Linked DNA regions of Strix aluco: region 1 is linked to region 2. Evidence: chromatin contacts called from public Hi-C data. All regions are on one chromosome and are shown on one strand. Each heading gives the region's core, a stretch centred on a gene start, on an enhancer-like site or on the middle of the called end of the contact. The rest is flanking DNA. Distances are from core to core; before and after follow the strand shown. Region 1 holds the start of PTPN9 (protein tyrosine phosphatase non-receptor type 9). Region 2 holds the start of FAM219B (family with sequence similarity 219 member B).

Region 1 (4,320 bases), core at 1,455-3,954, 180 kb before region 2:
TCTGCTGGAGGTCAGCATCCGTGGTGCAGGGATGGATATATGGTGCTCTTTGCTCAGCCTGTCTCACAGTCCAGCACGGAAGCAGAAATCACCTCCATCCACTTGGTTCACCGATGCCTCAGCTCACTGCTGATATATGTGCTGTTCTGCCATATATATTCTGGGGGCTGTAAGCTTAGGGAGGGGCTTGGGAGCAATTCAGCCCAAGGTGGGCTCTTTTTCTCATCTTTTCTGCCCACTCAGCCACTCTTACTCGTGGCCAAATGGCCTTTTAAAAGCTTGCAAGGCTGAGCTAAGAGGAGCACCACCTCCAGCATTAGTCAGCCTGACAGCAGGATCTAACCTTGCAGAGTGCACCCCTGGGAAGCGCAGGAAGAGGGGGATGAAAATCCCCGAGCATGGTGGGGAAGCGGGGAAAACGTCAGCCAGCTGCAGCGTTGCAGAGTGTGGAAATAGTAGCACAAGAGTTAGGTCCTAAACCTTCAAGAGTCCTGAGTGCCCTTAACCGTCATTGATTGCTGGAGAAGTTCTCTCTTGGGAAACATGAAGAATTTATTTTTCATAAGCCAGCTGAAAGAGCTGTAGCAGCGTTGCGAATCAGGGCTCCTTGGCGTCATGCGCTCTGACTAATTACTCTCCAAATGTATTATTTAAAATAACCTTAATCCAGTAAAGTGGGCTTTTTGTGTGCTGCCTTATTCAGAAACCTGATGGCTTTTCTGCAGAATGGGATCATAGCAACCGGAGGAAAAGCGCCGGTCCGTGCCGACATCAGGCTGAAATTGTTTGCCTTTGACGATTTAAAGCCATCGGGCCGTCGCTGGGCTTGCGCTGATCCTTCAGGGCAGGAGCTCTGCAGGTTTCTCCTTTCCCTTCCGCTATTTATTGCACTGCTTGAGGAAAAATGATCCAGCTGGTAGTTTTGGCCTGTGAATGGAGAGCGGTGCTATTGTCTGGCGCTCTGTCATCCACCTGCAAAAGCCTCCAGCTCTGGCCTTTCATTCACTCTCTCCTCTTCACAGGTCGACGGACTTCTCTTCTATCACAAGCAAACCCACTATACCCCTGGCAGCACCCCGCTGGTGGGCTGGCTCCGGCCTTACATGGTACCCGAAATCCTCGGGCTCGACGTGCCCGCGACCGTGCTCACTGCCAAACCAGACTACGCTGGGCGTCAGCTCCAGCAGATCATTGAGAGCAAGAAGAGTAAAAAGCTGGCAGCAGAAAAGGGTCACTCGAGCAGCGCGGCGGCTGCGAGGAACGGACATTACGAGCTGGAACACTTGTCTACCCCTCAGCCAGCAAACTCTCTGGAGGACCAGGATGAAGCAGTGAGCCAGATGGAGAATTAGGCTGCTGGGACAGACCGGTTGGGTAAGGAGAAAGCAGAAGGTTCCCTGCTTCTCACTCACTCACGCTCCCTGAGAGGGGGGCAAAGGTTATAAAATAGGATGGTTTTGTTCAAAGGGCAACAAAAGTGGAATATCTTGCTCCAAGTGCTGCTGGATTTCTCTCTCTCTCTCTTTTTTTTTTTTTTTTTTTTTTTTTTCTTGCCAGGGCTTCTGTGAGGCCTTAACAGGATTGTCAGGTTCTTTGCTAAGGCAGTTGTGTGTTGGGAAATGGAATGATCTGTCCCCACACTGCAGGGTTCCTGGTTCAGCTCCTGACCCTGCTTCTGGTAAAGCCTCTGGCAAAGCTCCAGCATAGGAACAGTGCTCAGACCTCCGAGGTGCAGCTGCTGCTCGTAACCCCAGCCCCGACAGCAGCCCCACCTCCCCAGCCCTGGAAATCGGGGCGTTTCAGCCTTTGATCCAGCTGTTTACCAAGGCCTTCTCAATGAAAGTTTTGTGGTCAGTCTGCTTCTAGTAACAAAAAGTTTGCAGCAGGCTGCTCTAAAGCCAAAGGCTGGGCTTTCCACACCCACATGTTACTAGGAAAAGCTAAATTTCCTTGCATCGCAGCAGGCCCTGCCTCCCAGCACAGCTTTGTGCGGCGTGAGCACGGCAGAAGCCTGTACTCGAGGCTTTTCTCAGTAGGGGGAGGAAGGAATGGTTTCGCTCTGAAAAACGCTAGCATTGATTGTGCCAAATAAAAGGTTTCTCAGAAAGACAAATTCTTGAGCGTCTTCCTGCTACCTAAGGGTGGATGCGTGCTGTGCCTCCCAAATAGGGATTGAAAAACCGCTTGCAGCGCTAACTGGAGCGGAGGAAATGCTTGTGCGGGTTTGATTCTCTGCACACCGAGGTGCTTCAGCCCCTCCCTCCCCGCCGCTGCCCCTCTTACCCCAGCCCAAGCCCGCTTTGCGAGCACCGGCTGCTGCCTTTCCCCGGCTTTAGCGGGGATGAGACGATTGTACTCACCATCCCCAGGTTGTTTTCCAGAGGGAGATTAAAAGGCCAGAGCAGGACGGCTCTTGTGACAGAGGGGGAGATGAACTATCAGGGTAAACGTGGCGCTGGGGCGTCTCCTCCCAGCAGTCTATGAGAATGCCCCCGGAGGAGGGCCCGTATCCAGGAGGAGATATCGAGAGCGGGGATGGCTGCCTGCAGATAGCGGGGGCACTTGTATCCTGCACTCGCACCCCCCGTTTTTCCCAGAAAAACGCTTGTTTCTGTGCCAAGCGTGTGGGCTGCGTGCGATCATCTGACTGTGCAGCCGCTATTGATTATACCAGCGGGCAGCAGGAACTGTCCCAACTGCGGCCAGAGCTGGCTTCAGGAGGGGAGGAAACAGCACCCCGGCTCTGCAGCTTTCGGATGCAGCTGAGCGTGCTGCAGTCTCTTTCAAACGGTTGCTTATTTTGTTATTTTTGTTACTACATTTTGGTTTTTTTAGCATGTGACGCAACTGGCCCCGGGGAAAAGGACAAACACCTGGGCTGCCTTGTCCTCCCCGTCCCTCGAAGGCTCTGGGCTGCTCCGGCTGTGGGTTCCCCCTACGCTTCAGCCTCACCAGCTGGCAGAGGACCGCAGGGAGAGCCCCGGCCGGGAGACCACATCCAGCCTCCTATCAGCATAGCTTTCCTTCCGTCAGGCAATTAAACCCGGAGGTGGGTATCTGGCTGCAAGATTTGTGCATCCCTTAGGGCAGAGAAAGCTGCAGCTCAGGTTACCGCCTCCCTGCTGCCCTACAGCAACCTTTCAAGGTCCTCTAGCCGAGGGAGGGGAGTGGGCAGGGGAGAAAATACAGCTGAAGGGGGGCTGCTTTCAGCTGCTTGCTCCGATCGATGGAGGAGAGCAAGAGGGAAGCAACTGTAGCTTTCCGCCGGCTCCGGATGATGCCGCATAGTTTCCCTTTTAAAAGCATGAGCTGGGCTGGAGAAATAAATATTTGTGTTGCAATTCCTGCTGGAAACGAAAGGCTGTGTTTGGAGAGAGGGTGTTAAACGGAAGTCACCGGGGCCAATGCAGTTTGTTGCTGTGACTGTTTTATTTGCTGGGTGCGATCCCGCTCCCAGCTGTTCCCTGCCCTGCTCCCAACTGGGACAGGCGGCAGCTTCGGCAGGGACCAAGGAGGGGTCACCCCCCCCAGGGGCTTAAATTTAGTCTGGGGCAGGAGAGCTGAGCGGGCAGCTCAACCTGTAGCCGTGGAGGCTCTGGAGGACAGACAGACAGACAGCCGCATGCTGGATGTGGCTCGAGGGCTCAGCCCCTTCCCTCTGCACTTTCTTCCATTTTCTCCGAGTTAGGTGCAAAGGCTCTGGCTGCGGGCACATTGCCAACGCAGTCCTCCTCGGCTGAACAAAATGTCCCCCTGTCCTGGGGCCTGGTTTTTAGGTCGGGCCGAGGCTGTGCAGCACAGCAGGGGCCCTGCACCCCCCGGGGTGTCCCCACTCCTTCCCAGCAGCACAGACACCTGTGCCCAGCTGGGGAACGCAGCCTGGCGATTGTGGAGAGGGAGAGCGAAGGGCTGGAAATCCTGGACGCCGGTTTGCGCGCTGGGAAGGCACACGCCTGCCCGGGGGGGAAAGCTGCGAGGCAGAGGCTGAAGTCCCGGCAAGGGAGGGTGCTGGTGCCGGGAAGGGCGGGTGGGAGAGGCGAGGCTGCGCGCCGCAGTGGGGAGCCCGTGTCCTGCCCTGGGGTCACTGCCCGCATGGTTTGGGGGTACAGCACACAGCGAGAATAAAGAGAAAAAAAAACAAAGACTGATTTTGGGCCCCGGGGAGCTCGCGTTGGCGGTGGGCTCGCACAAATGCACAGCCTTGGGGTTTCCTCGAAGGCCCCTGGTGAGCGCGGCTGCCGAGGTGCCCCCGGCTGGGAGGCAGAGCCCCGGGGGGCTGCAGGCGCCCTCGTCCAGCGCTGCCCCCGCCCTGCCCGTCTC
Region 2 (4,405 bases), core at 1,313-3,812:
TCTGCCCAAAAGCTGATTTTACTTTTCCCATTTTACTGATTGGATATCATTTTTGTCACATTTCCTAAGGTCTAAGCGGTCTTTGGGCTGGTTTGCAAAGCATCCCTCATTGAAGGAGCGTGGCTTGGCCTTTAGTTTTGTGTGGTGACACACACACGTCACGGGTCACATCAGCCTGATGTTAAGTGAGGGAAAGGTGTCAAGTGTTAAGAATAATCTGCAGATCCCCCAGAGGGGAGTTCAGCATTATTCTGGGGTGCTTTGCAGCCACGGTGAATTGGTAGGAGAACTTTCCAGTATTGCTGTACACAAGCCTTGTTTACTTGGTGCCCAGTTAAAGCTGGGCTGTGCTCTCCTGTCCTGCAGTAGGTGGATCAGACCACGGACCCTTTTGTCTTGATTGCAGACCTGAGCGCTGTACGGTGGACCTTGACAAATGCTTGCTGTCAAAATAACATCATTCCTTTTTATTTAGGACAAGGCAGGACCTCACAAGGAAATCTATCCTTACGTTATCCAGGAACTTAGACCAACTTTGAGTGAACTGGGAATCTCCACTCCAGAGGAACTGGGCCTGGACAAAGCATAAACCTTATCGGTAAGGGATGCCGTTGCTTCTGAGACTCCTGGCATGGGACTCCTGTACCCAAAACTCTCCTGGCAAAGACAGAGTCCTCTTCCTTGCCTTCATGGGTCTGAAATGCTGTGAAGTTCAAGCTTGTCATGTGATTCTCCAGATATCTCTATAACTACAGGTCTCCTTGAAAAGGTACTAACCCTTTTCAGATAAGGCTTAGGACAAGAACAGTGTGGTTGCTTGAGAAGGGATAGGGTGGTTGGCAACCATACCCAACCTCCCAGAAGTTTCTACATAGCAGTTGCCACGACAATGGGTATTGCAGCACTTTGTTGGCAGCACGTTGACCTTTGCTCCTCATCAGCTTGTCCCTCAGAAGCACTTTTAGCAAATGGCAGGATCATTTCCACTGGAAATGCACAAACTTTCACTCTATTGTCACAGTCTGGCCAGTTTAGAAAACTGGGACACTAATTACTAGGTTGTGCTAGAAAATGGGCCCCACTGATGGTAGTCACCCAACAACACTGAAGTTTCTTCATGTTACGCTTAAAATAGCATCTTTTTTCTGTACTTTGGAGGGCTCCTCTCTTACAGAATGAACAGATCAGCTGTAGCATAGCCAGAGCTTAACCGATCTGTGCGCAGAATATCCTTCAGCCTCAGTAGATAATTTCAGGGACAGTGCATGTAGTATTTTGTCCTGATTGTAGCGGCCTCAAGTCTCGGAAAGCCACTTGTTTTGCTGGCTTTTTAGAGCTGAACTTCTGAGTACTTTCTAAACTTGAAACCAGCTGTAACAATGACATTTAGATCATCATAAATACCAGCTTCTTGCATGAGCTGCAACACATGAAGGTGTTGTTACTAAACAGCAGCTTCTCTGATTAATGAGGATCTGTCATTAAGTGTAGGCAAGACCTAATGTGCTCTAATCCCAGACTAAAATTAAGCCCTAAATAAAAATCCTTGTGGAAGTAAAGTTATGTAAAGACAGTCTGTTAACTCAGTTTCTTCAGGAGATGGCCAGTGTCATATTCTTTTTTTGATATTGTGCTTAGAATAGAGGTATCAGGTGTCAGACTGCAAATAGTACTTAATTCTGGATCTTTAAGTCCCTGCCCTCCTCCTTGCCCTGGGACATGATGTCTTGGTGCAAGGGGGGTACTGAGACAGCTGTGCTGGCAATGCAGTAACTGCATTTGGGGGCTGAGTATGATTAAACTGGGCTTTGAGTGTAAATAAAAATAAATAATAAAAAAGAGGGAGACCTCATGGCCCTCTACAACTCCCTGAAAGGAGGGTGCAGAGAGGGGGGATGAGTCTCTTGAGCCAAGGAACCAGCGCCAGGACAAGAGGGAATGGCCTCAAGCTGCGCCAGGGCAGGGTCAGACTGGCTCTTGGGAAGGATTTCTTTGCAGAAGGGGTTGTTGGGCGTTGGAATGGGCTGCCCAGGGCAGGGGGGGAGTCCCCATCCCTGGAGGGGTTGAAGAGTCGGGTTGACTCAGCGCTGAGGGATCTGGTGGAGTTGGGAACGGTCAGGGTGAGGTTCATGGTTGGACTGGAGGAGCTTCAAGGGCTTTTCCAACCGAGATGATTCTGTGAAATAACTCATTTGAGGCACCATGGAAACTCTGTGGAGATACTGAGCTGCTCCTTTAATGGCTTTTCTGTTCTTTTCTGTTCCAGGTGCATTACTCGAGCATTTTACTGATGCTACCTGATTGTACACAGTCGCCTGAAGACACAAATGTTAAAATATTACCTTATTTGAAAGAACTTCTTCCTTTATTGAGTCACAATATATGTGATGTGAAGTTGGACCTAATAAAGGAAAAACTGGTTTGACTGATGTGGTAGCGGTGGCTTGTGTGGTTATTTCTTTTTGTTTTTACGGGGAAAGAAGGACACAAACTATAAATATATAACTGTAAAAAAGAGTACGTGCAAGAGCTTATAAATCATTATTTGCCCGGCAAAGCGTGCGTCTGTGGCTTCTAGCTCCACCTTCGGGAAGGGAAAGGTAAGGAAGGATGTGTCTGGAGGGCATGGTGACCCTCCTGTACTCACAGCTTTGGGGAGGAGGAGGAGGGCTTGCAGAGCTCTCCCTGCCCTTGGCGGAGTCGGTTCACCGTGACGAAGTCGGGGCCTAACGAAGCGTCCGAGGTGGGTGGGAGGCTCCTGTCCGCTGGGCCGCGCTCCCGCTGCCCTGCCTGCGCACCTGCCAGGAGAGATGCTGCTCTCAAGAGCCTGTTTCCCACCACGGCTCCGGCAAAAAAAAAAAGAGGGGAAGAGGGAAATTCTTCAGGAAAACAGGAAGCAGTTCCCTGGTGCGGAGGGGGCTCGCGGCAAGGCCCGTGTGGGGCAGGACGTCCCGCCGGCCCCTGCCGCTGCCCGCCGGCCGCACTACGCATGCGCGGCGGGGGCGCGCGCCACCTCCCCGCCTCCTATTGGCTGGATCCCGCCGCCGCGCGCTGCCATTGGCGGGAGAGGCGAGGGGGCGGGGCGACGGGCGGCCATGGCGACGGGCGGCGGCGGAGCCGGTCCCGGAGCCGGTCCCGCTGGGAGCAGGCCCGGCGGGCGGCGGGCACCGGGGGTACGTGCGGGGCCGGGGGCACTGTGGAGTGTGTGCGTGGGGATATAGGGCTGGGGTGTGTGCGTGGGGGTGGTATAGGGCTGGGGTCTGTGTGGGGGCAGTACGGGGTGTGTGCATGGGGGTGGTATAGGGCTGGGGTCTGTGTGGGGGCAGTATGGGGTGTGTGCATGGGGGCGGTATAGGGCTGGGGTCTGTGTGGGGGCAGTATGGGGTGTGTGCATGGGGTGGTATAGGGCTGGGTGTGTGTGGGGGCAGTATGGGGTGTGTGCATGGGGGTGGTGTAGGGCTGAGGTCTGTGTGGGGCCTGGCTGGGGCGTATGCAGAGGAGCAGTATAGGGGTAGAGGGTGTGCATCTGGCTGTAAGGGGGTTATACGTGTGGTGGCACAGGGTAGGGCAGGGGCGGTGTAAAGCAGAGCGTGTGCAGGGGCTGCACAGGGAGGGGTATAGCACATACAGGGGATACAAGGGAGCAGCGGGCAGAAGTTTGCTGCCTGCCTGGTTAACCCCACTGACCCAGGCGGCCCCAACTCCCTGTGCACAGAGTTATTCCCGTGTGTAAGGCTCTGCCTTGCTAATTCTGGCTTAAGACACTGATGCTAATCCTGCTTGTGCTCTCCGATCACCACCCCAGGTCTTCTGCATTGTTTCTTCATTAACTGCTTTCTCTAATTCCCTGTCCTTCCTGCACTGACTCTGTCTCCCATTTTCTGAATTTTCCTCTCTTTTCTTCATTAATTATTGTATTTATAGAACTTTTTTCCTGCCCGTTGTCACTGAGTAGTGCTGGCTCTCCTTGATGATAAATGCCTTACAGACAGGGCAGGCTCTTCCTTAAAGCCCTGACTCTCAGACCTGATTATATGACACTGCTTTCATTTTAATGATGTGGTTTTATTATTGTATGGGGAGAAGCTTGAAAGACTCAAACTCTGTGGAGAAGTTCAAATAAAGTATCCTTATTGTTTATTTGATGAACCTGCTAGTTAAATCTCCTCCATCACATCTTGTCCTGAGTATTACTGGCATTAAGCTTGCAAAGAAACTGCTGGTCACCACGTGCGCTTTTAATTTAGCATCGCCATTCCCAAATAATCCCTTCATCTGCTAATAGATCTGCTTATTCCTTTTCCTCTCCCTCCTCCAGCCGCAGCACAGGGCTGGGGAGGAGGAGCCGTCCCATCCCAGCTCTCCCCAGCTGACGTTGAGTTCCCAAGAATGACTAGATGCTCTG

The links. Hi-C and Micro-C count contacts between places; a contact is called where the count stands out from the background.
Region 1: a Hi-C map of heart shows a contact between it and region 2, with 5 times the contacts expected there. The contact joins the promoter of PTPN9 here to the promoter of FAM219B in region 2. A contact is called at or near these places in 2 of 2 Hi-C or Micro-C datasets (brain and heart).

Annotation. Positions count from the first base shown.
Region 1 is chr12:6,023,492-6,027,811 of bStrAlu1.hap1, reverse strand. It overlaps PTPN9 (protein tyrosine phosphatase non-receptor type 9), which reads left to right and starts at 2,704. Exons shown (of 13, transcript XM_074837843.1): 1 at 2,704-3,049. SNUPN (snurportin 1) reads left to right here. Exons shown (of 8, transcript XM_074837848.1): 8 at 1,023-2,113. The coding sequence ends at 1,335. LOC141928942 (a long non-coding RNA gene) reads right to left here and starts at 2,588. Exons shown (of 4, transcript XR_012624916.1): 1 at 2,361-2,588.
Region 2 is chr12:5,839,123-5,843,527 of bStrAlu1.hap1, reverse strand. FAM219B (family with sequence similarity 219 member B) reads left to right here and starts at 2,562. Exons shown (of 6, transcript XM_074836835.1): 1 at 2,562-3,173. The coding sequence starts at 2,811. COX5A (cytochrome c oxidase subunit 5A) reads left to right here. Exons shown (of 6, transcript XM_074836838.1): 5 at 476-598; 6 at 2,267-2,429. The coding sequence ends at 589.